6 separate regions of the Mus musculus genome follow, and regions 1, 2, 3, 4 and 6 are each linked to region 5. The links are chromatin contacts, called in public promoter capture Hi-C maps. All regions are on one chromosome and are shown on one strand. The core of a region is the stretch at or near the end of the contact, and the rest is flanking DNA. Distances in the headings are between cores, read along the strand shown.

Region 1 (4,532 bases), core at 507-3,006, 1.1 Mb after region 5:
AGACCCCAGACATATCTGAAGTGCAAGCATCCAGTGAGCAGGGCAGGATACTCCTGACAAATGAACGGACAACTGGGATCGGCAAGAGGGTCAGCGGGCAGAGGAGCTTGCACCCAAGCCTGAGGCCCTGAGTTCAATCCTTTCTACAGAGTAGAAAGAGAGGGAAGGCCCCTGCCTAGATCTGCTCCATGTGCAGCTGGTGGACAAGGATTTTCGATTGGGAAACCGCTGTGGTGACATTTATGGTGTTTTGAGGCCCGGACTTCTGTCTGCAATGATGCATGAAGGCAGATGTAAACCAGGTCTCTCCCCAGCTTCTCCTTAGCAGCTGGCCTGGGAACAATCCACAGACTTATAAAACAGTAACTGAGCGGGGCAGGCTCCACTGGGCAGAACACTCACCTGGGTTCCACTACCAGCCGCAGAAAGTGGTCCCTTGTTGGGCTACACCCCAGTCCTTGGTTGTTTTCTGAGACAGAAAATGAGACTCTTTTCTGTCTCAGAAAACAACCAAGGACTGCTCTTCCAGAGGTGTTGAGTTTAATTCCCAGCAACCACATGGTGGCTCGCAACCATCTGTAATGAGATCAGATGACCTCTTCTAGTGTGTGTTTGAAGACAGCTACAGTGTACTCATACATAAATAAGTAAATAAACCTTAAAAAAATAAAATGGTTTGTTCTCACAAAATTGTAACAAAAAAATACATTCTCAAAGTCATTGAACTGAATAAAGGCTGTAGCCAGGTGAAAGCCTGCTTGCCTCCCTGGTGGGTTTCATCTTTACCATCTGAGAGGTAAAAAAACGCGGAGAACTTCCTTGTGAGATGCTGTCACTCAGAACAAACTTCATGGCCACCGTGGGCTGCAGAGCAAGACCCTGCAAGTCTGATTTCCATGTGCCTGCTCAAGAGCCCAGAGCAGGGGTTTTACTATGTATCTGTACACTCTGAATTCCAAGAGTGTGACCCTGGACAAAGAACCAGCCCTGAGTGGTATGTCTACACAATGGAATGCTATTTGGCCAGGAAAAGGACGAGAGCCCTGCCATCCAAACCATTGTGGATGGACCTTGAGGGCAAAGGAAAAACAAGCCAGACATAAGTGACCCTAACCACAAGAAGTGTTCGGATTCACACACTGAAATGGTGACCGTCAGGGATGGGGACCAAGGGAATTTATGTATTACCCATACCCGAGCTTCAATGAAGGGCCGTGAGAAAGGTCTGTAGGGCTATGGGATTGTTGCAGAACAGTAAAACACTAGGGGTTGGGACTGGAGGATTGCAGGGAGTGGAGGTGAAGCCTGGACAACACAGTAACTTCGAGAACAGTGTGGGTGGGGTACTGAGGCTCTGTCTCAAAATAAAAACAAAAACAAACAAGCAACAAAACAAACAGCAGGAAGTAGGGCTCAGTGGGTAGCGCTCTCGCCTATAGGACACGGGGCCGCAGCAAAGCAGGAAGCAGGTAAGGTAGCTCAGGCCTACGGTCCCAGCGGCCAAATCTAGGAAAATATATGAAACTAAACAAGTCTGAGTCGACTGATGCTGGCAGGTCTGTCTCCTCGCGGTCCTGCCGTGTGTAACCCCACCCGCGTTTGAGACGCACACGCAGCCGACCCCGGGAAGCTGATCGTACAGACAGACGACTGCACCGCCGCAAACATTAAACACAGCGTCCGCCTCTGCCCTTCTACAGTAGGCCGGGGAGCCACCTCGCGCATGCGCCTCGGTTGAGGGCGGGACCTCGCAGAAAAAGATCTCGCGAGAGCTCGGCCTGCGAGCTTGTGGCCGCCCCCTGTTCCCCGACCTCCCGGCTGCGCTGCAGCGTCAGCTTCACTCGGCCTCGGCGTCGGTCTGCTCGCCCCGGCGCTCCGGGCTCGTCCGCCTTCCACCTTCTGCCCGGCCTAGGCCGCAGCCCCGGGCCCGCGTCGCGCCGCCCCCTATGGGCCCCGGCTGAGGCGTCGCCGCTGGCCGTGGAGCCCCGATGCTGGCCCGGAGGAAGCCGGTGTTACCGGCACTCACTATCAACCCTACCATCGCCGAGGGCCCGTCCCCCACCAGCGAGGGCGCCTCTGAGTGAGTAGGCGGGGCGTGTGAGGACAGGGGCGGGCCTCGGCGTGAAGGGGGCGTGACCACAAGTGGGGGTGTGGTCTGAAGGGATAGCAGCGCCCGGGAGGACAGGGGCTGGTCCTGAGAATGGTGTGGATGGAGGTGAGAGGGGCGTGGAGTTCGAGGGCTGGAACAAAGCCTGGTTGGGGGTCCGGGCATGGAGGGGGTTGTGGGGGGGGGGGTGGAGGCAGGGCCAGTTGGGTGAGTCACGTGGTGTGTCAGCTTGGCCCGGGGAAAGGGGCGTGGTCTAAGGTGAGTGGCCTGTGAGCTTAGAGGGCCGTGGCCTTTGAGGACTAGAACAAAAGCCTGGTTGGGGTCGGGGCCAGAGCAGTGAGGCTGGTGGTCTTATCAGGTTGGCCAGATGGGAGAGGGGCGTGGCCCAAGGGGAGAGCCCTGAGTCCTGTGAGCGTAGAGGGGCGGGGCCTCGGCCGGAACTTGGCTTTAGAAAAGTTGGTCTGGAGAGTAGCAGTGCCTGAGGCAGGGTAGGGATGGGGACAAGGTGCAGGGATCTGAGAGAATGGCTTTGGGAAAATCTCTGCTGTTGAAGGGGAAACAGGGGGCAAAGGGGGCGGCGTGGGTACAAGAGGGGGGCAGGTCCTGCAGGTGTTGGGACCAAGAAAGGGGAGCTAGAGAGAGGTATGACTTGGAGTAAGGAGAGGGGCCTGAAGAGAGGCAGGGCAATTGGAGACCCAAGAAAGAAGACGTCCTGAAGGTGGCCAGGAGAATCAGGGGAGCAGTGAGGCTTTCCGGGTGTGTGTGTGTGAGGTGTGGTATGGTTAGAGGAACAGAGGCCGTGCGGGGTAGCCTAGCCTAGCGCTTAAGACTGGGTACCAGGTGAGTGGAGCAGTTGAAGGCATGACTTGTCTGAGGAGGCAAGGCTGGCCTTGCAGGGGCAGAGGGAAGGAACCTGTTGGAAGAAGCAAGGGGAGGTGCAGGGGAGAGCCTGGCTTGGGGAGTACATGGTGACCTAGTGGAAAGTGGACAGTGCCCTTGGAGATGGGTGTGGGGGTAACAGACTCACTATGATGGGGTGGGATGAGCGATGCAGTTGGGTACAAAGCCTTCCTGAAAAAGGGTCAAGTAAGGACGATTGATCAAATAAGGTTAGGGATAAGGTTTTTTTGGGAGGAGAAGGGGAAGGCTGGTCTTCCTGAAGGGAAAAGAGGGGTGTCCCAGGTGAGGACAGCCTAAGAATCCTTGAGTGATACCAGACCAGGGAGGCCTCTGTCAGGAAAGACTCGGTGAGACACCCCTTTGTGGGCATATCAGCATGATGGAAGTGCCTCAGTCTGAAGGCAGCTGTTGAGGACCCCAGAGTGCATAAAGATGGCCTGGGGTGTGGTGTTCCAGGAAAGAATGGGGAGAAGGCTTTCCAGTGTGGAACTTATAGTAATGGCATGAGGGGGACCTGAGGCGTTGGGTGAAGTGCCTAAGAGACTGAAGCCCATGATGAAAAATGTCAGAGAAGGGGGTGCTAGGTCTTGGAGGTTGAATCCTGCTAGCCAAAGCTAATGGCTTAAAACACCCACTGGGAGACATGGGAGGGCTTAGGTGCTTCCCAGCAGCTAAGGACAAGATAAAGGGGCAGCCAGAAGGTGCTGAGTGCTTCAAGGGCTACATACAGTACAGCCTGGGGTCCTGTAAGGGCGACTGGTGCATTCTCATGCTAGCAGGCTCATGGGATGTGTGTGCAAGAACTGGGTGTGACAGATGGTCAGGTGGGTGGCTTTTCTGAGGGCCTCCCCTCCCCTTGGATGAAGATGGAGGTGGGAACAGGTTTGTTTGTTTGTTTGTTTGTTTCTGAGACAGGGTTTCTCTGTGTAGCCCTGGCTGTCCTGGAACTCACTCTTTAGACCAGGCTGGCCTCGAACTCAGAAATCTGCCTGCCTCTGCCTCCCAAGTGCTGGAATTACAGGTGTGCGCCACCACTGCCCGGCAGGTTTCTTAGTTATAAAAGCCAAGCCGGTGCTGCTGAGGAAGGATGATCAATTCAAGCCACACTAGGTCACAGTGTGCATTCAGGGGTGGTCTGGGTAGCTTTTAGACCCTGTCACAAAGGATAGACCCCTCTACCTAGAATCCACCAGTGAGGGACTGGATATGGGTGTACCTAGTGTGTGGGTGGCCTCAGCTTTGATTAGCATAATCACACATACAATTAAATCCCAGGCATGGCTGCTGCCACTTTAATCTCCTCCCTCTTGGGCCTGGTTCTTGGCTCCAAAGCTACTTGAAATGCCCTCATAAAGACAGGGTCTTAGCCTAGGCCTTGGTGCACCTGGCCTCTGCTCCTTTGCCTCTTCATGTAGCCTGGGGGTACTGGGGGTTCTCTGAGGCAGTTTGTCATGATTCCTCCATACCTGGAGACCCAGCCTCTGAGTCTAGTAATGTGTCCATTTCCCACATGATGGGGATCCTG
Region 2 (4,731 bases), core at 333-2,832, 1.0 Mb after region 5:
TGCATTTCTATAATAAAGCTCTTAAATGAGTCAGGCATGCTCACCCTGGGCCCTGTGGAAAAGCGTCCGGCAGCTCTGCCTGCATCTGCCTGCCCAGAGCACAGGAACCCTAGCAGGACGTTAGACCCCTTTTCCTCCCCCACTTTTCCCCAGGGCCCCCAGGGTCCCCCTTTATTTTGTTCCCAACAGGTGCACAGCCATGAAAAGAAGCAAAACACACATATATGTAAAATGTTAAATTATGGGAGCGATCAAGGAAGACACTGATATGGAAGTTTAGGCTCCTCACGTGTGCACATACACGGTCTGAAGGGATGTGACTATCATCTTAGTACACAGGAGGGTGAGGCGGGACAACGGCTACACATTTGAGACCAGCCTGGACAGTGAGGAAGACCCTACTTCAGAATAAAGTAATACAACAAAATTTAAAAAGAAAATACAGCCGGGCAGTGGTGGCGCACGCCTTTAGTCCCAGCACTTGGGAGGCAGAGGCAGGCAGATTACTGAGTTCGAGGCCAGCCTGGTCTACAAAGTGAGTTCCAGGACAGCCAGGTTTACAAAGAGAAACCCTGACTTGGAAAGAAATATAAATAAAGAAATGAAATAATAAGATAAGATAGTAGCAGCAGAGACACTCTCAGCAGTTGAGAGCACTGGCTGTTTTTGCAGATGACCAAGGTTCCATTCTAGCCTAGAAAGATCTATCTATTCCCCTCTTCTGGCCGCTTTGGGCACTGCACACATGTGCATAAACACAGACACATAAAATAAATTTGAAAAGTAAATTTTGTCGAAAAAAAAAAGAAGGAAAGTAAATTTTAAAAATGAAAATAGGCCGGGCAGTGGTGGCGCACGCCTTTAATCCCAGCACTTGGGAGGCAGAGGCAGGCGGATTTCTGAGTTCGAGGCCAGCCTGGTCTACAAAGTGAGTTCCAGGACAGCCAGGGCTATACAGAGAAACCCTGTCTCAAAAAACAAAAAAAACAAAAACAAAAACAAAAACAAAAAAAAAAATGAAAATAAAATACGAAAGAAAATTAGGATGAAATAAATAAGGTTAAAATTAAGTTAAACTTTAAAATTAAAATATTCTAGAGGAATATTATAAAGGACATAATTACTATAATTTTTTAAAAAATTAACAACAAAAATAACTCCCTTAAAGTCCTTCCCTCCACTGCTGTGAACACAAGGCAAAGTGCATACAACAGGCGCCCAATTGATGCTAGAAGACAGGGTCAGGTAGGGATACCTCGGGTGCTCTCAAAATCGGGCCAGTCGGGGCAGGGCTGGCGGGCGACAAGCTCAGTCTTTCCTTAATCACTTATTGTGCGCCTACTGTGTGCTCCACTCAGCCTCACACTGAAGCAAAGACTCTGTGAACAGGCAGGCACGGTCGGCCAGGGCCCTCGGCTCCGCCCTGCCCCAAGCCCGCCACGCCCAGGCCACGCCCTGACCCCTCTTGTACCTCTGACAGCTCCTCAGGCCTCCAGCCAGTGCCACCTGCCGCCAACTGCCCCGCGGTCCGGACCCCGCCGCAGCGGACCAGCCGAGACCCCCGGGGCTGCGAGCTGCTACCTACGCCCCGCCCACATCAGCGTCTATTGGACACTGTCAGTGCCACTCGACAGAACTCATAGTCCATTGGTCGATGCTGCTGCCAATCCTTCTGCAACGCCTACTGGCTCCGGAAAGCAGTTTTCTCCTTTCTAAACATGAGTGCAGCTACCAAATGATTCCGATAGAAAACACTACTTGGCAACATAGTTCCGGAAGTAGGGCCTCCATCCCGGAGCTGTCCAGGGTCGCGTGGTACTGAATGAGTGTGGCTGGAGGCTTGGCAGGAAGCGATTTCCTACAGCGAATGGAACATTCTTGAAGTCTTTCCTCGCGGCTTAAGAAGATACAGGCGTCCACCAAATATCTATTGATAGCCAGAATAAATTCAAGCTCAAGAGGTCTACTGTGCCCCTCAATCACTACAGTTACTAACAATGTAATCATTCTACCCATACCTGCAGCCTAGGAAATGTCTCCTGAAGTGACATGGCACCTGAGTAGAGCCTACAGATACTACACAGTATGCCTTATTTTTACATTCATTTGTTTGAGCTACGGTCTTGCTGAGCAGCCCAGGCTGGGTGGCATGCAGAAAGCTCAGAATCCTCCTGCATCAGCTTCCCGAGCGCTTGGATTGTAGGTGTGAGTCACCATACCTGGCCTCCTGCTATATCTAGAGCACCTCACACAATATGTATGCTGTGTAAACCGTGCTTTTACTGTGCTAGACAACAAAGATGACAAAGACGCTTCATTCACTGCAGATCAAAGCTTTACAGAACACTATAGTTTTACACATGGTGATGTATGTCTGTCATCCCAGCACACTCTGGAGGCTGAGGCAGAAGATCCATGTACTCTGTCTTCCAAGACTGGCCTACAGAATGAGACACTGTATCAAAAGAGCCATGCACAGCACACTAACACATGAGCCTACCCTGATGTATGTGACATGAGCTTCTCGTATTTTCACTTATTTATTTGGTTTTTGAGACAGGGTTTCTGGCTGACCTAGAAGTCACTCTGTAGACCAGGCTAGCCTCAAACTCAGAGATATGCCTGCCTCTGCCTCCCAGAGTGCTCAGAATAAAAAATATGCGCCACCATTGTCCATCTAAATAAGTAAATAACTTATTTTTTTAAAGATTTATTTGGTTTGATTTTATGTGTATGAATGCTTTGCCTGCATGTCTAAGTGCCATGTGTGTCTCTGGTGCCCAAAGAGGTCAGAGGAAAGTGTTGCATGACCTTGGGTCAGAGTCACAGGTGGTCCTGAGCTACAATGTGTGAAACAAACCTGCATTCTCTGTGAGAGCAGCCAGTCAGTCTTCTTAACTGATGAGCTGTGTTCAGTCCTCCTTTCTAATTGTTAAATAGTATTCTATTGTTTGGATTAACTAACTATAGATCTGCTTGAATTTTGTTGGAGAGTTGGGGTGTTTCCAGATAAAAGTCATTTCTTTTGTTTTGTTTTGTTTTTCAAGACAGGGTTCTCAGGACAGCCTTGGCTGTCCTGGAACTCACTCTGGAGACCAGGCTGGCCTCCAACTCATTAATCCGCCTGCCTCTGCCTCCCAAGTGCTGGGATTAAAGATGTGCACCACCAAGCCCAGCAAAGGTCATTTCTAAACCAGCAGATTTGAAGCCATTGTGTGAAGAACAGTGACGCCTGGGGACTTTCTCCTTCCTGGCTAACAGACAGTACAGATGGGCGTCCAGTGTATACTCATCCTATGGCGCAGCCACAGCTCTGTGTATCTAGTCAATAGAAACTAATATATATTCACTCAAAGATTTGAAGCAAACATGGCTGACAGCATCATATGAATTATGGCTGAGTTCATCAAGTCACTATATCAAATATCCTAAACTAATTAAATTTTTTGTTTGTTCATTAGTTTTGTTTTATTCAGACAGGATTTATCTGTGTAGCCCTGGCTGTCATAGAACTTGCTTTATAGACCAGGCTGGCCTCAAATTCAGAGATCTGCCTGCTTCTGCCTCTCAAGTCCTGGGATAACACAACCAACTTATCTTTTTTAACAGGTCTAAAATAAACATATCCTAGCACTTGGAAAATTGAGGCAGGAAGATGAGGTCAGCTTCGGTTAATTCCTAAGGTCAAGGCCAGGCAAAACCACATGATGCCCTACAGGGAAGGGCTAGGGAGACATTGAGATGGGTCAGTGGATCAAAGGAACTTGGCTCACAAGATTGCAATGCCTGGGACCATGCAGGGTTGGAAAAGTAGTACAGACTCTGAATTGTTCTCTGGCCTCCAAATACATGACATGTCACATACATGTGCTGTACCCCCACTGTGCAAACATACATGAAGTAGTAGAAGTAATAACAATTACAACATTTACTTCATAAGTGCTGGGATCAACCAGGTATAGTAGTGCAAACCTTTTCTCCCAGCATTCAGGAAAGAGTAGAGGCAGGTAGATCTCTGTGAGTTCAAGACCAGCCTGATTTATATAGCAAGTTACAGGACATTCAGGATTACATAGAAAGACTGTGGTAGTTTGAATAGCTATGGTCCCAGTACATTCACGTGTTTGAATGCTTGGCCATAGGGAGTGGCACTGTTAGGAGGTGGTGCCTTGTTGGGGGAATTTCTACTGTGGAGGTGGGTTTTGAGATTTTCTATGCTCAAGCTTGCTCAGTGTGAAATTTCAGTTTTCTCCTGGCTGCCTTCAGATGAAGATGTAGAACTCTTGGCTGCTGATGCACCATGCCTGCCTGGATGCTGCCATGCTTCCTGCTATGATGAAAATGGGCTGAACCTCTGAACCTGTAAGCTAGCCCCAGTGAAGTGTCTGCCTTTACAAGAGTTGCCTTGGTCATGGTGTCTGTTCACAGCCATGAAACTCTAAGACAGAAAAACAAACAAAGGGAGTTGGGAGTTGGTTCACAGCAGAAGCTCTGACATTTGAGATGTTGAGGCCAGCCTGCACTACAAATTGGGACATAGATAAAGATTTTTAAAAGATACAAACTGAGCGGGGAAAGTAGTGGCTCACTTCTTTAATCCTAGCACTTAGGAGGCAGAGGCAGGGGAATTTCTGAGTTCCAGACCAGCCTGGTTTACAGAGTGAATTCCAGGACAGTCAGGGCCTGTAAGGGCTACACAGAGAAACCCTGTCTCAAAAAAAAAAAAAAAAA
Region 3 (4,177 bases), core at 258-2,757, 1.2 Mb after region 5:
CTCCTTCTACCATGTGGGTCCCAAGCAGCAAACTCAGGCCAACAGGTGTCTCTAGGCTTAGCTCTGTGCTCCCAGAAGCCACCAGAGTGCTGCCGACCAAGTCCTTTTGTGAGGTGAGCCCTTGCAGCTCTTTCTGGTTTGTGAACGGTAGTTACAACTGGGCTGGTTCTTCTTCCTCCCTCGCCGGCAAGGTATCGGGGCAGAGTGGTGCTCTGGTGCCATGGAGATCCCTCAGACTGTCAGATGGAAGCACTTCATGTTGGCAGCCAGTGTTGGGAGGGCAACCCCCCCCCACACACACAACTAGGGACGCCCCCAAACCAAACCCTGCCACCAACAGGGTCATGTCTGCTACATCATGTTTTTCTTCTTATTTCCATATTTACAACAGAATTCCAGGGTCCAGACCCGGGATGTTAGGGTTTACCACCATGTCACCCCTACTCAGCTCCCTGATCTGATGACAAGGGCCACTGCCCTGCCCAGCGATCAGTGTGGTATAGGGCTGGTGGCTGGGGTGTGTCTCCAGCAGCCAGTAGATGATGGCCATCAGCTGAGATGTGCCTGGGAGATTCGGAGCCCAGAGGAGGCGGGGCCCACTTGAATGTCATCACCCATTCATGAAGAAGACCGAGACACAGCAGAGGAGAAAAAAATCTGTCCCCCAGTGTGTCCCCAACATGGGGTGAGCAGCCAGCCTCCCCAAGCACTGAACCAAATCTATTGTGTCTGTGCAGGGAGGTGACACGGGTACCCCATGAGCACCGTGACCAGGAAAGGACCCCCTTATCTACATACTTCCAAGTCCTGGGTGTGGTGGGTGTCCATGAATGCCAAGTGACAGCGAGAGACCAGGAACCCCCCCAAATCCAGGATAAACAGTATAGGTCTATGCCGGTGGCCACGCTGCTAAAATACCCACCCTTTTTAATGTATATGCAATGCTGATTTCTCCGAGCCCGCAGTCAGGGTTATAAATAGAAAACACTCGACACCGGATGGGAGGTTTACCGCCCCCAGGATGCTCCACCGAGAACTGGGGCTCTAATCCTTGGGTTCTGCATTCCCCTCACCCCACCCCCGACCCTCCTGGCTGGCGCAGCATCCGCGCTGGGGTGCCGCCAGCATTTCCCCAATAAACCTTTCCATAGCTGGGCTAGAAGCAAGGGACAAATGACAATTTAAATTTCCAGTTTGCAAAAGGCCCACTCACCTCGGTAGCGGAAGCTGCCTCTGCGCTGTCACTTGGACACAAAGGCGGGCATTTCTCGATGGTACCCAGGCGAGGGGCCTGGTGGAAGGATGCTCAGGGCCAAGTCCACATCTGAGGAAGGTCACCCAGGGCGACGTGGCCACAGCACACCTGTCCGGCCCAACTGTAGAAGGCGGCGCCGTGGGTTAGTAGCAGCACCCCTGTCCCCCTTTAGTCACTGTTTCCCCTGCCATCGCAGCCCAGGCCTGCCGCGGCTCTGGCTTTTCCCTTTCTGATGGCTGAGGCTCTGTCTTTCCCTCAGATAGTGGAGGAAGCTGCTTTTGTGTGCAGGGGGCGGGCCCAGGCCTGATAGACAGTTCTAGCATCCCTGCCTGCATCCTCCTCTCCCCATTGGCTGAGGCGAAAGCATTTCTCCCAGCCATGCCCAGAGCAGGTGCAAAAAAAAAAAAAAAAAAAAAAAAAAAAGTCTCTGAGATGGTGCATCTTACTTATGCAAAACCATAAGAGAAAATAAATAAACGGACAAGCAGCCGTGGCCTAACTCTTACAGGATGGGGGCGGGGAGCCTGCAGGATTCTTTGGTACGGGGGAAGAGACGCCCTTGAAACCATCTTTGAGGGCAAAGAAATGGAGGCTTCCAGATCCCCCTTTCAGGGTGAGTCAAAGGGTCCCTCATTCACCCAGGACAAGGCAGAATGTTGGGATGCAGCGAACCTGGCTGATTGTTTTAGATGTATTGGGTCTGCGCTACCGTGGGAACAGCGCCCCTGCAGTTGCCCAGAGGAAATCTAGAAGCTGATGGAAAAATGGACAGCTCGCATGCAGCTCAGCATCTGCAGTTGGATGGGATGGAAAGACAGTTTGTATCCTGGTCTCAAGTACTGGAAGCGCTGAGACCGGGGGGTGGGGGGTGGGGAGGCGCGTTGCAAGTTCAAATCCAGGTTGGACTAAGGTCAGCCTGGACAACTTGGTGAGCCCCCATCTCAGAAGTGAGAAGAGGGGTCATGCTGGATGGTTCAGCAGGTGTGCGTGGAGCTGTCAGGGAGGAGGGGGGTAGGCAGAGAAGCTGGTGTGCACTGGCAGTTTCAGCCCGAAGCAAGCGCGGGAGGAGGCTGGGGCTAACTGAAAAGCAATCGGAGGGCCATTGATGTCAACGTCTGCCCTCTGCATGTGCACTGACACATGCACTGGCACATGCACACACACACACACACACACACACAAACATTTAAAGAGGGGTGGGGGCGTGGTCAGAGGTGATGTCCTATGTAGAATTCAGCCAGTGGTCAGGGGTAGAGCTCTGCCTAGTATGGCAAGCAAGGGTCCTGGGGAAAATGGAGACTAAGCTACAATTTGATTTAGCAGCTGAGAACTGCAGTTGATTTCCAGACGTTACCAGAAGTAAAAGAGAGCAGAGAAGGATGTCCCCAGTGTCCATAAAGAACTAATCGCCCAGACTTTGGTCCCTGAAAGTGTGAGAGAATAAATGTTTGGGGTTTAACCCCCCTCCATTCAGTTTCTTATCTTTCCTGGTAACTAATATAAGACCCCACATAGTAGTGGATCTCCAAGGTTCTTTCTGCACATCCTGTGAGCACATCAAGTTCCTTCCTGCCACAAGGCCTTTGCCTGTACTGTCAGTACTCTCGGATCTCCTACGTTCATACGAGTGTACATGTGAGTATAGGTCACATAGGCTCTCTCTTCCTGACAACAGGTTTGTTCTAGGCATTTCCCACCATGGAAATGCGTGCCTACTGTCTCACTGAGCACGAGGCTCATTCACCTGTCGGTGCGGCCATAACTCCCACCCACTTTCAGAACCTTCCATCTACCCACACTATGCCCATCACCTCCCTACTTCTTATATCTTACTTCCTGTGTCTGTCAGTCTGAGGACTCCAGGAACCTCCTGGAAGTGAGATCCTGGTCCGAGTGTCCTTTTGTGTCTGACTCATGCTGACATGCTGTCCTCAAGGGCCATCCATCCATGTTGGAATAGGTGTCTGGGTTTCCTTGCATTTTCTGGGCTATTACTCCATTTTGTGTGTTTCCTTTAGCACTGATAAATCAGTTTGCACCTTTCTAGAACACGTCAGAAGTTGGACTCTCAGAGGCAAAAGTCAAGGGCACAGGGCTTGCAATAAATAATAGGGGAAAAGATCACATGTAACTCAAGAGAAACTGCCACAGTCCCCCTGCCTTCTAGAAAGACGTGGGCTACACACCTAGAGCCTTAAGCCTTGGAGGCCACACATGCTCAGGTCAAGGATGGTCACGTGCCACCCACCCACTCTCTCAGCCTTGGAATTTCTCAAGCTTTCTCAAGAATCAGCCAGCTCTCTGCCTTGCGTCCAAGAAGAGATAAGGAAGGTGGCAGTGTACATCAGCAGGTGATGGGGCTTGCCGCCAAGCCCAACTACTGGAGTTTGATCCTTGATCCCTGGGACTCCACGTGGCGGATGGCAGGCCGGGTCTAGAACCGACTTCCCTAAGATGTCCTTTCATCATCATAGAGGCACCTGAGTTAGGCGTCCTCCGTAGGGGGCGGGGCTTGGCCGGTGGGCGGAGACAGGCTGAGGCTCTCTGGGGCTAGGGATGGCAGGTTCGAGCAGGGGCGGGGCTTGAACGAGCACGGGGCGGTGCGTCGGGGGCAAGGCCCTGACGTCACTCCCGTGGGCTCCGGGAGGACGTGGACATGGCGGCTAGCAGCTCTTCCGGCCTCGCGCAGGGCACCAACCCGTCGTCCAGGTAACGAGCCCCGTGGGCGGCGAGGCGCCCCAACCCCGCGGGACTCGGTCGTGAGTCACGGGGAGCGGGGCGGGCCCGAGGCGGGGCGACGGCCCCTGGGGTCCGCGGGAGGGCGGGGCGGGGAGTCCGGGGAGTGACAGGCAGGGTGGGGGCGGGGACCCCGTGGGGATAGGGCTAGCCTAGGAGGGACCGACCTGGATGGGTAGGGTGGGG
Region 4 (4,126 bases), core at 1,615-4,114, 1.1 Mb after region 5:
CTAGACAGCACCCTCCAAGCCCAGCCAGACCCGAGCATCAGCTGCCACCCAGCACGTGGGAGGCCGAAGCAGGAGGACTGCCACCAGTATAAAGGTGGCCTGGGCTGCAGACTGGCTCTGCCTGTTCCCTCCAACCTCTCAACTTCTCTGGAGGTCAGTGTGGCAAGTGCCGGGCTCGGCCACAGAGTCCAACTCTGTGCTGAGGACTCCAGTGTAGCTGCCTGGGCCAAGTCCCAATGGGTGGAGTGTCACTCGGCACACAGGAAGCCCTGGGATGCAGGAGGCCCCGTCTCAAAACGAAACACCAAGAAGGCTTGGAGTATGGTTCATTGTGGTGCCAACACCCTGCCATGAAGTACCAGCTGGGACCTCAGACAGCGGCTCCAGGTACTTAATCCAGTAGGCAATCCCTTACCCCGAGAAATGGGATGCACACACAACCTCGGGACCCATACAACCTATACAGAGGCCTCAGCGGTGAGGAGCCACTGGGCTCGGATTCCATTTTAACACCAGAGCCCAGTATGCACAGCTGGCTAGCCTCAAACTTAAGGCAATCCGCCCATGTCTGCCTCTGGAGTGCTAGAATTAAAGGCATGCTTCATTATCGGCTACCAGTAGCATCAATGTGTGTGTGTGTGTTTGTGTGCGTGCGTGCGCGCGCGCGCGCATGTATTTGTGTGTGTCTATGTGAGTGTGTGGTGTGTGTCTATGTGAATGTGTGTCTATGTGAGTATGTGGTGTGTGTATGTGTGAGGTGTCTGTGTGTGTATATGTGAGTGAATGTGTGATGTAGTATGTGTATGTGTGTGTAGTGTGCGTGTGTGTAGTGTGTGTGTGTGTGTCCATACACATGTGGAAACTAAAGGTAGATCAAGAGTGAGTATACTCCCTCCAGGCAGCATGTCATGTTTTAGAGGCAGTGTCTGTCCCTGGGACACGGAGCTGATGTTGGGACTAGGCAGGCTATGCAGAGAGCCCGGTATCTGCCTATCTTGTGCTCCCCCACACACACACTGAAATTACAAGTGCCCCCAGCACTCTCACCCAGCTTTTTCCATGGGGAATCCACAGGGAATTGAACTCAGACCCTCATGCCAAGCATGTTGCTCACTGAGTTGTTTCCCCAACAGAAGCACTGTTCTGTGGGCAATGTTCCTGACCCCCACCCAGTGTCAGTGTCACATCAGAAGCCCCTTCAGTCACACCGATCACAAACATCCCCATACACTGTCCCTGTGGATGAGAATGACCAATAAAAGGAAAGACTGATCAAATAAATGACCACAGAGGGACAAAACAGGAAAGTCATCTCAATCAACTGGTGGGGAACGTGTGCCTTCACCAGCCACCACAGAGGCTAACAGACCTCTGCTAATGGACCTTAGGACAATTAATGTCCAGGTGACAGACACAGAGACATAACAATTTCAACTGACTTTCTTTGTTTTTGTTGTTGCTAACATTTCATTTTTGGTTTTGGTTTTTCAGGACAGGGTCTCACTCTGCAACCTGGCTGTCCTGGAACTCATTCTGTAGACCAGAGGCTGGCCTCGAACTCTGAGAGCTCCTCCTGCCTCTGCCTCCTGAGTGCTGGGATCAAAGTCGGACACCACTACAACCTGGCTTTTGAGACAAGAGGATTTCACCATGTAGCCCAACATAGCCTTGAACTTCACTTCCATCCTCCCGATTCAGCCTCCTACAAGCTGGGATGACAGCCAGCAAGCCCAGCTTACAACTAAACGGGCCCAGACTGACATCCTTTTTACGTTAATTATGATGCCAGATGAGGTGGTGGCACCTACAGTCCTGGCAGAGGTGGCGCTGAGGCCAGCCTGGCTCACATAGTGAGTTCCAGGACAGCCAGAGACAGATAAAGACTTTGTCTCAAAACAAACAAACTATTAATTATGTCGATTTCATTTTCAGACAGGGTCTCACGTTGTGGTCCAGCTACCTCCACCGTGTTAGGTATCCAAGGCTGGGCCTGAACTCACTCCCCGCGATCCAGCTGTCTCCCCCTCTCAATTGAAAGACTGGATTATAGGTTGTGGACCAAAGTTCTAGACTATTTGCTCGAGTCTTTGCTTTTGGTTGTTTCGTTTTCTGAGACAAAGTATGTAGTCCTTGCTAGCATGGAAGTCCCACGATACTCCTGCCTCTGCCCATGTGTCAGCACACCTGCCTTACCATTGTTTTAAGAAAACTCCTCCTCAGAGAGGTCAAGCTATTTGCCCTAGCATGCACAGCTGGCCCTCTGCCCTTCAAACCCACACACTACCTACCTTTGGCACCAAAATCAAACACACCCTCCCAATGGGAAGGAGCACCCACAACTGCTCAGACAATGGTGACAACGTCCATTGTACAGAAGAGGAAAACTGAGGCTGTGGGCAGGCAACAGGCTAAGCAAGGTCACCAGGGTGAGGAATGGCAATGTAAGAGGGTCTTAGACCTTAGGGGCCCCGAGAAAACTGAGATCCGCCCCACACACACCTAAACGCTGACCTTTTCGTGAGAAAAAGCGACGAGGGGTGGGGGTGGGTTGGGACGCTGTCTGCCTCAGTTTCCTCTCTGCGCCGCCCGCTCACGTGACCCCGAAGAGAGCAGAAGTCCGGATCACAAGCCACCTTTGTCCCAGGGGCTCCCGAGCACAGCGAAGCTAAACCCACAGACCCCCGACGCCCATACGGGGCACGGCGGAGCCCCCAGCCTCACCTCTCAGTCGACCGAAGACCCGACCCACCGACGGCTGCGCCTGCGCACCGCGGCGCAGCCAAGCTCCGCCCTCAGGACCAAGACGCCTGCGCAGAAAAAAACCATTTCCTGTGTAGGTTTCCTTTTGCGCATGCGCTCAAGTGCACCCTTCGCTCTAAAACAGAAGTGACGTCACGCGAAGAGGGGGGTCACAAGCTGGTTGTTATGGAAACTGCCCTCTGGAGGCATCAGGAAAACCGGAAGTTAGTCTGACAGTCACCAAGCGGGTCAGGCCTAAAGCACGGTGGGGCGGCGGCGGACCCCTGAGGCACCAAGGCAGACCACGTGGTATGGAGTCTGTCACGTGATCTAGCTGCTTTCAGCAAGACAAATCTGAATCAAAGCCACTAACTGATGCTATGAAGTTTTTGGTTCTGTTTTCGTAATTTTTTTTTTTAAAGATTTATTTATTTTTATATGTAGGTACACTGTAGCTGTCTTCAGACACACCAGAAGAGGGCATCGGATCTCATTGTGGATGGTTGTGAGCCACCATGTGGTTGCTGGGATTTGAACTCAGGACCTTTGGAAGAGCAGTCAGTGCTCTTACCTGCTGAGCCATCTCACCAGCCCCCTGTTTTCGTAATTTTTTTTTTCTTTTTCCTTTTTTTAAAATGACAATACTACGAGCCCAGCCTGGCCCGGAACTCTTCATCCACTTCGCCCATCTTGGAAACTGGCATATCCCACTTTCTGTGAAAGCAGTAAGTGTGATTAACCACTAAACAATCTACTTCACTTATTTTTATATTTAAAACCTATTTACAAACTTATCTTTTGCACACCCCAACTTCTTTCTGATGCCTAAAAGAAAAACAAAGATTAGCAGCCAGACAGTGGTGGTGCTCGCCTTTAATCTCAGCACTGGAGAGGCGGGGGAATCGCGGTGAGTTTGAGGCAAGCCTTGTCTACAAAGGATAGCCAAAGCTACACAGAAAAACCTGTCTCAAAAAATAAAAACAGGAGCCGGGCGTGGTGGCCCACGCCTTTAATCCCAGCACTCGGGATGAGTTCGAGGCCAGCCTGGTCTACAGAGCGAGTTCCAGGACAGCCAGGGCTACACAGAGAAACCCTGTCTCAAAAAACCAAAAATAAATAAAAAAATAAAAATAAAAATAAAAACAGGTCGGGCGTGGTAGCGCACGCCTTTAATCCCAGCACTCGGGAGCCAGAGGCAGGCAGATTTCTGAGTTCCAGGCCAGCCTGCTCTACAAAGTGAGTTCCAGGACAGCCAGGGCTATACAGAGAAACCCTGTCTCGAAAAACCAAAAAAAAAATTAATAAATAAAAATAAATAAAACCAACTTATCTTTACTTTTGAATTATGTGGATGTCTATGTGTGGGTGTCTGCATGGGAATACAGTG
Region 5 (4,222 bases), core at 1,324-3,823:
AACTGGGCATGAGCTTGTCATCCTCAGAAAGTAGCAGAGGAGCAGGAGTCCAGAGCCATCCTCAACTGCAGAATGAGTTTGAGGCTAGCCTGTGCTACATGAGACTAAGTCTTTTTTTTTTTAAGATTTATTTATTTTTATTTATATACGTACACTGCAGCTGTCTTTAGGCACACCAGAAGAGGGCATCAGATCCCATTACAGATGGTTGTCAGCCACCATGTGGTTGCTGGGAATTGAACTCAGGACCTCTGGAAGAGCAGTCAGTGCTCTTAACCACGGAGCCATCTCTCTAGTCCAAGATCAAGCCTTAAAGAAACAAAAGGGTTTAGTCTAAGCTTTGGAAGCCCTGTAGAGAGTTACAGGGAGTACACTGAGGGGATTAGCTGCTCTTCTTCTGAGCCCCACTTACCTTCTCCCCTGTCTCCAGGTGGGCATGACAGCTCCAGGGACCCGGAGGCACATCTATGACACCAAGCTGGGCACCGACAAGTGCGACAACTCTTCCATGTCCCTGCAGATGGGCTACACGCAGGGCGCCAACCAGAGCGGTCAGGTCTTCGGACTGGGGCGGCAGATCTACGATCCCAAGTATTGCCCACAGGGCTCTGCAGCTGACGGGGCTCCTGCGGGTGACGGCCAAGGCGAGGCCCCAGAGTACCTGGCCTACTGCCAGGAGGAAGCTGGCTACTGAGCACCCAGCATGCCAGCTCCCCCACTGCATCAGCAGCCCTGTGTGGGCTTTGGGGTTTTCATTGTGTTTTGTGTTTGGAAACTGGTCATCTCTTTGTATCTCTCTCTGGCCTGGAACTCACTGCAATCCTCCTGCCTCAGCTTCCTAAGGGCTGGGATGACAGATCTGTGCTATCTATGCTCCTTCCTCACCCACCATGCCTCGCTTCCTTCCCAGGATTGACCCACCAGACAGGGGACATGGGTGTCCTTGGTGGGACAGTGAGGCTGTGCGTTTCCCAGTGGGCTGTGGGAGAGGCTGGCCCCAATGGGCTTCCTGTTTCTTCATCTCTTTCACATCAGTTTGTGGTTTGTGAACCCGGGGAAATTACAGGCAGTTTCAATGAAAGAAAACAAGGGGTTTTGTGGGGGTTTTGCCTCAAAAGTATTGGAGTACACTAGGCTTTAAAATACTGCAGGCATTCTGAGGGACTAAGTTTGCTTTCCCACGACTCTCAGACTTCACCCTCCTGTGCCCCGTGGGGAAACTGAGGCAAGCCAGATGTGACCCCAACGCCTGCAGCCCTCCCTCACTCCTCTGGTGTTTGAAGGCTTCCCTGCCCCTGTGCAGGCCCTGATTAGGTGTGCTAGAGTCTGGGCCTCGGAAGGGGCCACACATGACCCACACGGGCCCCTGCACTGCCAGAAAATGTGAAATTCCCTGTGTGGACCAAAAAAACAAAAAAAAAAACAAAAACAAAACAAAAACAAAAACAATAAAAACCTCTGTTTCTAAGAGTAAAGTACATTCCTGAGTTTGGCCGTGATGGAGGGGGCGCTGTCTAGAAGCAAGGTGCAAGCCCTGCACAAAAGTTAGGGAGAAGGCGAGAAACAGACACAGTTGAATGAATGATGTGAGATAGATCGGGGCTAGGGTGGAGAAAGAGGCTGAGTCTCCCTCACCAGCTTCCTTCGAACTCCTATGCATCTGCAAAACCCCAACTTCTAAGGCCCCCTAACTCACGCTTGCCAGGGTGATCTACACCCATCTCCCTCTATGCTTTGTGAAATAAACCAGTTTTTTTTTTCCAGAGTAGGAGACATCTGAGAATCTTGCCTACAATCCAGGCAACTATTGATTCTAATCTTAGGATATTGGGCTGCCACCTGATTCTGAAATTGTCTAGACCAGAGGATGTTGCTAAAATGAATGTGCAGGTCCTTGAAGCTCTACTTTGGAGATGAGCTCACAGAGGCTGTGGTACAATTCTGGCTGGTGGCAGGAGATGGCACAGGATACAAAGACCTTGTGCAAACCTTCCGACCTAAACTTGGTCTTTGCCTGAGGTCCCACATCATGGTAGGCAAGAATAGACTCCAGGAAATGGTCCTCTGACCTCCACAGATATGCCATGCATGCATGTGTCCTACCCTAATAAGCAAATTAATTAAATTTAAAAACAAAGGTTACTTGTGGTGGCACACGCCTTTAATCCCAGCACTCAGGAGGCAGAGGCAGGCGGATCTCTGTGAGACCAGCCTGGTCTAAGCAGTGATTTCCAGGCCTACCACAGCAGTGTGAGCCACTCTCAAAATTAAAAAGTATTTTTAAAAAGGAGTCCTTGGGGAGAGGAGACAGGAATGTCTTGCTGTGGGGAGCTGCCATTTCAAGATGTGAACTCACAGGTGACCCGTTGTCCCCCTCTTTGTCGTGTCCCAGTGAAGCCAAACTGATGCAGCAGGAATCCTGTTGTCCCTTTAAGAAACCCGGCTCGGAGAGGCGGGCTGTGGTCCCGCCTCCTCCAATGGCAAAGTCGCCTGAGTAGCAGGTGCAATATCCAATAGTAGCGTTAGGGGGCGGGGCTGGGTGCTCCTTAGGGCACCGGGTTGCGAAGGGCGTCGTCCGCAATTGAGCGGGGCTCCACTTAAAGGGGCCGCGCTCCCCCGCCGAGGCCGAGAGGAGCGAAAGTGGATGGAGTTTGGGGGCCTCAGAACGGTGAGAAAATCCCCGAGAGGGTGGAAGGTGGAGCCTGGAGATCTGGGGATGCTGTGGGGTGAGGGTGGGCTGAGCCACGTTCCCTGATAATTTGGGGTTCCAGGTGCCTACTCTCCCTTGCCCTTCCTTATCCTTCCGGGGAGTGTGGGAAAAATGGACCACCGATCCTCACAGCGGTCATCTGGTCACCTCGAGGGACCTCTGCCAACCTACACCTCCAGTGTCCCACTTTCCAAATGAGGCCTGTCACCCCCCACCCCCCAGATCTCAAATTTCACTTTATGAAAGAAAAAAGTCCCCGAGTGGAAGCCGCCAATTTCCATGTAGATGGTTAAACTTTGGCAATTTCCCTCTCTGTCAGCCTCAGTTTCCCTATCGGTATCATGAAGCAGGCCACAGGCATACAGTTCCGGGGGGAAATAAAATAACGAAATCAGGAATGGCGTGCTCAAGGAGCCTGTCCCTGACTCCTCCTAGCCGGCGGTCTTCTGTACCCTCCTTTTGACTCCGGAGGGCGGGCCCTCCTTCTTCTCTGGTTTCCTTGGGAGCGTGACTTTGCCCCTTTTTGAGCCTCAGTTCCCATCTCTTAAAAAATAGAAGGCCAGCTGCAAATGACACAGACTCCGGGTCTCACCGGGGGCCACCTGGGGCGAACGGAACCGAGACCCCGGTCTGGTATGAGGCTGACCGTGGAGCCCCGAGCCCCAAGCCCCAAGCTTTAAACCCAAGCTCCGCCCCCTAAGAATGCAAACAGGGTCTTCCAGACCCCAGCCTTCATCGATAGCCCTTCCAGCCAATCAGCTACGAGGACGGCTGCGCGCCGGGTTCCCATTGGTCACTTCCCTAGTGAATTTCTTTCTATGGTGCCTTGTTTGCCGGGCTCTTTGCGGGAGATTTATTGAGGCTCAGCCCGATGTTCGGAAGGATGAGGATCAGAGACCCGCAGACATTTGTCTGGAGCCACACAGCTCACTCTCAGCCTTTTCTTTGTCCTGTCCTCTCCGCTGTTTCCGGTCCAGAGTCATCATGGCCTTAGGCACACAGCTGATGCTTCTGCTGTGGAAAAATTACACCTATCGACGGAGACAACCGGTAACGCCCGGGGTTTGCAGGTCGGGGGGGGGGCGATGGCAGGTGTCCATCACGGCCCCCCAAAGTCTCCTACCCATTCTCTCCCCAGATCCAACTACTAGTGGAGTTGCTTTGGCCCCTCTTCCTCTTCTTCATCCTAGTGGCTGTCCGTCACTCCCACCCCCCTCTGGAGCATCACGAATGTGAGCCGCTGTGTGTGTGGTGGGACAGTGACAAGCCTCTCCCGCCCTGCTTGGCGCTGGGGTCTGAGCTGGGTGTGGCGGGTGGCCATATCATTTAATGAGCTGATAATAGAAGTGAGGGCGACTATGAGCAGATGTCTCCCCGCTCCAGGCCACTTTCCAAACAAGCCATTACCATCGGCGGGCACGGTGCCCTGGCTGCAGGGCCTTGTCTGCAACGTAAACAACTCCTGCTTCCAGCACCCAACGCCTGGCGAGAAGCCTGGGGTCCTGAGTAACT
Region 6 (4,122 bases), core at 325-2,824, 1.0 Mb after region 5:
CCCTAGTGCCTCACTGGGGGATTCTAGGCAGGTTCTCCACCCCGGGCTCTATCCCAGTCCACATCCTTCCAACCTGGCTGCATAGATCTCAGGCAGTTTTTCACACCTCTGGGCTGTGGACACTGGGCCTGTTCATTGTCTGTGGGACACTATGGGCCCTGCAAGGCACTGTGCAGTCTTAGGCTCCACACTGCATGCCAGGACCTCCTCCCTGATTTGAGAAAGTTACACATGTCCCTAGATGTTACCCAGTGTTCCCTGCACAGCAGAGTCACCCAAGTTCAGAGACAATCTTACACTAAACTGCAAGCTGACTGTGGTGTTTTTGAGACAGTGTCTCACTCTGCAGTCGTGGCTGTCCTGGAACTCACTATGTAGCCTAAGCTAGCCTCAAATTTTCCATTTTTCTGCCTCAGTTTCCTAAGGACTGGGAGAGCACGCCTGCCACCACCGGGGTAGAGATTCTCATTTGCACCCCAGGATGGTGGGAGTCAAGGGGGGTTCCTCATAGTCTTTCTGTGACAGCTTGCACCAGAATGGCCTTAACACATATCTTCCCTGGCAGATACTGCAGGGAGCCTACCCAGGGCTAGCTGCCCTGCCCTCATGAGGAGGTAGGGGGGACTGAGGACTGAGGGACAGCAGCTAACAGATCAAAGCAGAGTCCCAAAGCCACTGAGAGCACTAGACCTGTCTGCAGCTGCAAACCGGTGAACTTGGTGCCTGGTTCCCTGACACCTGGCAACAGTTTCAGTGCTATAACAAGAGGTCCCCCAGCCAGCCACCGTCACCCTCTCTCCCACCTCGCCCCTACCCCCACCCCATCCCACCCCCGCAGTGGAGAGCTGCCCACACACCTTAACACTATTGCCCCTAACACTCCCACAGGAAGTTTCTGAAACAGTCAGTCAACACTGGAGCCTTGTGCACCCCAAGATCTAAGCCTATGTACCCTGAGTCCCTGAGAGGGACACACAGGTACCTTCCCCCTGCTCTATGTCTTTGTCTCCAAGGTGTTGGTACTGTGTGCAACCAAACAGCAAACAGGTAGTGCCCCACTCCTCCTTGACTGCACCCCACTCCTCCCTGACTGCACCCCTCTTCTCCATGACTGAACTCCATTCTTCTCTGTCTGTATCCCACTGTTGTCTGACTTCACTTCACTCCTCCCTTATTGTACCCCACTTCTCCTGACTGTACGCCACTCCCCTGACTACACCACACTCCTGTCACCTTACCCAATACGTATCTGACTGCACCAAACTCAGTCTTGTATGACTGTACCCCACTCCTCCCTAATTGACTGCACCCCACTCCTCCATAACTGATTGCCACCCATTCCTCCCTGATTGCACCCCACTCCTCTTTGACTGCACCCCAACTCTCTCTGACTGCACCCCACTCTTGTCTGACTTCACCCCACTTCTCTGGGCTGCCCCCGTCCTCTCTGAGGCAGCCCACTCCTCCCCGATACACCCCGAGTCTCTTCAGCATGCGGAGCTCACCTGCCTCCAGCCAGTGTCTCAGCAGCCGCACAGCCGAACGCACCGCGGGGCCTAGAGAGGGCTCTTCCATGGGGCGGGGTCTCCCGCGATGAGGGCGGAGCCTCTGTAGCATTCGGACCAATCAGAAGCCAAGGTGGCGGAGGTTGGTCCAGAGGAGGAGCCTAGGGCCGACAGTCTGGTAGGCTTAGCCTTGGGGGCAGGGCGGGGCTTCGGGCTCGAGTGGGCGGGCCAAACCCAGGAATGGCGTCTCCACGGGCCATTCACTAGCTGGAGGGCGGGGTTATGCGTCTAAAGATTGGCAATCAATGGTGCAATCAAAGGGGCCTCTCTGAGGAGAAGCTGCTTAACGTTAGGCATGTACTAAGTCAGGCTTTGTTTTGTTTGGATTTTCGAGTTTATTTTATTGGTGTGTATTTATTGTATGGTATAATGAGTTTCATTATGACGTTTGCATACATTTGTATCCCATATTGTGATAATATTCATCTTCCGCTGAGCATCATTTTAGCAGTAAGAAAACACCGATCAAACTCCCCATCTCAGCCCAGATCTAACAGAACAGCAAGGTCCAGTCAAAAAACCCCATGGGAGCCAGGGACAGGAAGCTCCCTTGTGGTTTTCAAGGAACGAGTTTGAATCCCGAGCAGAGACCCAGGATAGTGAGGAAATACTGATTTTTTATTTGCTTGTTTATCATTTCTGTATTCTGATGTTCATCTCCGGTTTTTTCTATTCTCTCTGTTACTTGGGTTTTTTTTTGGCTTTTGCAGTACTTGGCTTGGGTTATAACTTCAGCCATATATATATATTTTAAGACAGGGTCACAGTAAACCGCCCAGGCTGGCCTTGAACTCACCATGCAGGAGAGGATGACTTTGACTCTCCAGTGGGGGCAGTGGCACCAGGGACTCATGCTGGAAGCCCCAGCCCATGGGTCTGCATTCTCTACAAGTTTTCTTGGTGACCTCAGAGACATCTGGAACATCCCTGCAGGTAACAGCCATCCCAGGGAAAGACCAGTGCAGCCCCTGGGTGGGTGACCTCAGGATTCTGGTGTGGACTGACATTCTGTGACAGACAATCTACTGGCTCGGCTCCCTGGACTCTTGTCATTCCTGAAGGAACCTGGCTATCATCCACACACACATCCACACACATACATGCACACACATATGAATGCCCCCACCACAGACATGCACAGACAGGCACACACATGCACGTGTGCTCACACACACAAACACACACAAACACTGCACTTTATATTCAGAGAAAGCCCAGAACCTTTCTTCAGTGTTCTTCCCTGGCACATCCCATCCAGGCTGTCCCCAGACCCTACTACTGTTTGTGGTTCACCTGGTAGATGCAGAGTTGGGCTATCTTCCAGCACTTGAGAAGATGAGGCAGGAGGACTGCCCCAAGTTTGAGTTCAGTTTGGGCTACATGGGTGAGTTTGAAGCCATTGTAGGCAACATGAGACCCTGTTTCAAAAACTAACTAATGCTGGAGAGTCGGCTCAGTGGTTAAGAGCACTAGCTGTTCTTCCAGAGGACCTGGGTTCAATTCCTAGCACTCACATGGCAGCTCACAACTGTCTCCAGTTTCAGGGGATCTGACACCTTCACACAGACATGCACACAGGCAAAACACCCGTGCACATAAAATTTAAATAAATAAATAAATAAATGAATAAATAAATAAATGAATAAATAAATAAATACAAACACTAAGAGGTTTGTAGCTCAACAGGAAAAGTATCTGCCTCCAAGCCTGAGAGCCTGAGAGAATCTAATCTCCAGTAAGGCTAGACCATTGTGTCCTCTGACTACCACACACATACTGGAGCGTGTGTACATGCACACGTGCACACACACACACACAAATTTCCCAAATGTAATTCAAAACAAGATCCACAAAAATTACCCTTTTGTGGCATGCAATTGAGTCTAAGTAGATTCAGGAGACCGCACTGAGCCCAGAGGCCACCAGGGGGAGCGCTGGAGCTGCCCGCCCTGGGCACATCCCCTTCCCCTAGGTCCAGACCTTGTCACCCTGACCTACCTAGACTCTTTCATTTCCATGATTTACATTGTTTTGTTTTATTTTTTTCCAAAACTGTTCGTATTTATTTTGTGTGTAAAGATGTTGTGCATGCATGTGTCTGTGTGCTCACCGTGTGTGTGTGTGTGTGTGTGTGTGTGTGTGTGTATGCAAGTGGTCTGCAGAGTCCAGAAGAGGGTATTGGATCCCTTGGGACTGGGTGCTGGAAATGAAACCTAGTTCTCTGGATGAGCAGTCAGTGTTCTCTACTGCCGTGTTGTCTCTCCAGCCCTGTTTGTTTGTTTGTTTGTTTGAAATAGTGACTCACTGTGTAGACAAGGCTGGCCTCCAACTCACAGAGATTCACCCATCTATTTACCTCCAAGTGCTGGAATTAAAGGTTTGGCTGCCACAAGCCAGCCTGTTTCTATGACTCTTGTTGTCTTAAAAGCCAGTATGCATCTTTTAAAAACAAACAAACAAAAAAAAAATTGAGCTGGGCCAGCAACAGTTTGATGTACAGAGGCACTTGTGGCTAAGTTTGAAGACTTGAATTTGAGTCCCAGGAGCCACATGATGG

The links. Promoter capture Hi-C pulls out the DNA fragments that hold promoters and counts their contacts.
Region 1: a contact with region 5 is called in a promoter capture Hi-C map of liver, with 4 times the contacts expected there. The contact joins the promoter of Map2k2 here to the promoter of Abca7 in region 5. A contact is called at or near these places in 1 of 39 promoter capture datasets (liver), 1 of 115 datasets of contacts at active chromatin or transcription factors (embryonic forebrain) and 1 of 9 other capture datasets (liver).
Region 2: a contact with region 5 is called in a promoter capture Hi-C map of liver, with 4 times the contacts expected there. The contact joins the promoter of Slc39a3 here to the promoter of Abca7 in region 5. A contact is called at or near these places in 4 of 39 promoter capture datasets (cranial neural crest, hippocampal neurons, liver and 1 more).
Region 3: a contact with region 5 is called in a promoter capture Hi-C map of liver, with 7 times the contacts expected there. The contact joins the promoter of Atcay here to the promoter of Abca7 in region 5. A contact is called at or near these places in 2 of 39 promoter capture datasets (embryonic stem cells and liver).
Region 4: a contact with region 5 is called in a promoter capture Hi-C map of liver, with 4 times the contacts expected there. The contact joins the promoter of Sgta here to the promoter of Abca7 in region 5. A contact is called at or near these places in 4 of 39 promoter capture datasets (hematopoietic stem and progenitor cells, hippocampal neurons, liver and 1 more) and 1 of 484 Hi-C or Micro-C datasets (B cells).
Region 6: a promoter capture Hi-C map of pre-B cells shows a contact between it and region 5, with 4 times the contacts expected there. The contact joins the promoter of Gng7 here to the promoter of Abca7 in region 5. A contact is called at or near these places in 4 of 39 promoter capture datasets (hippocampal neurons, liver and pre-B cells).

The regions. Positions count from the first base shown.
Region 1 is chr10:81,104,159-81,108,690 of GRCm38.p6, forward strand. It overlaps Map2k2 (mitogen-activated protein kinase kinase 2), which reads left to right and starts at 1,757. Exons shown (of 11, transcript NM_001347144.1): 1 at 1,757-2,080. The coding sequence starts at 1,989. It overlaps Mir5615-1 (microRNA 5615-1), which reads right to left and starts at 515; the gene lies at 456-515. Mir5615-2 (microRNA 5615-2) reads left to right here and starts at 458; the gene lies at 458-517.
Region 2 is chr10:81,035,733-81,040,463 of GRCm38.p6, forward strand. Slc39a3 (solute carrier family 39 (zinc transporter), member 3) reads right to left here and starts at 1,583. Exons shown (of 4, transcript NM_001358898.2): 1 at 1,472-1,583.
Region 3 is chr10:81,229,279-81,233,455 of GRCm38.p6, forward strand. It overlaps Atcay (ataxia, cerebellar, Cayman type), which reads right to left and starts at 1,508. Exons shown (of 13, transcript NM_178662.4): 1 at 1,214-1,508. It overlaps Zfr2 (zinc finger RNA binding protein 2), which reads left to right and starts at 3,885. Exons shown (of 18, transcript NM_001034895.3): 1 at 3,885-3,964. The coding sequence starts at 3,912.
Region 4 is chr10:81,057,407-81,061,532 of GRCm38.p6, forward strand. Sgta (small glutamine-rich tetratricopeptide repeat (TPR)-containing, alpha) reads right to left here and starts at 2,865. Exons shown (of 12, transcript NM_001358550.1): 1 at 2,722-2,865.
Region 5 is chr10:79,993,921-79,998,142 of GRCm38.p6, forward strand. It overlaps Abca7 (ATP-binding cassette, sub-family A (ABC1), member 7), which reads left to right and starts at 2,574. Exons shown (of 47, transcript NM_001347081.2): 1 at 2,574-2,668; 2 at 3,688-3,760; 3 at 3,849-3,942; 4 at 4,094-4,222. The coding sequence starts at 3,695. Cnn2 (calponin 2) reads left to right here. Exons shown (of 7, transcript NM_007725.2): 7 at 431-1,480. The coding sequence ends at 694.
Region 6 is chr10:81,013,351-81,017,472 of GRCm38.p6, forward strand. Gng7 (guanine nucleotide binding protein (G protein), gamma 7) reads right to left here and starts at 1,575. Exons shown (of 4, transcript NM_010319.3): 1 at 1,506-1,575.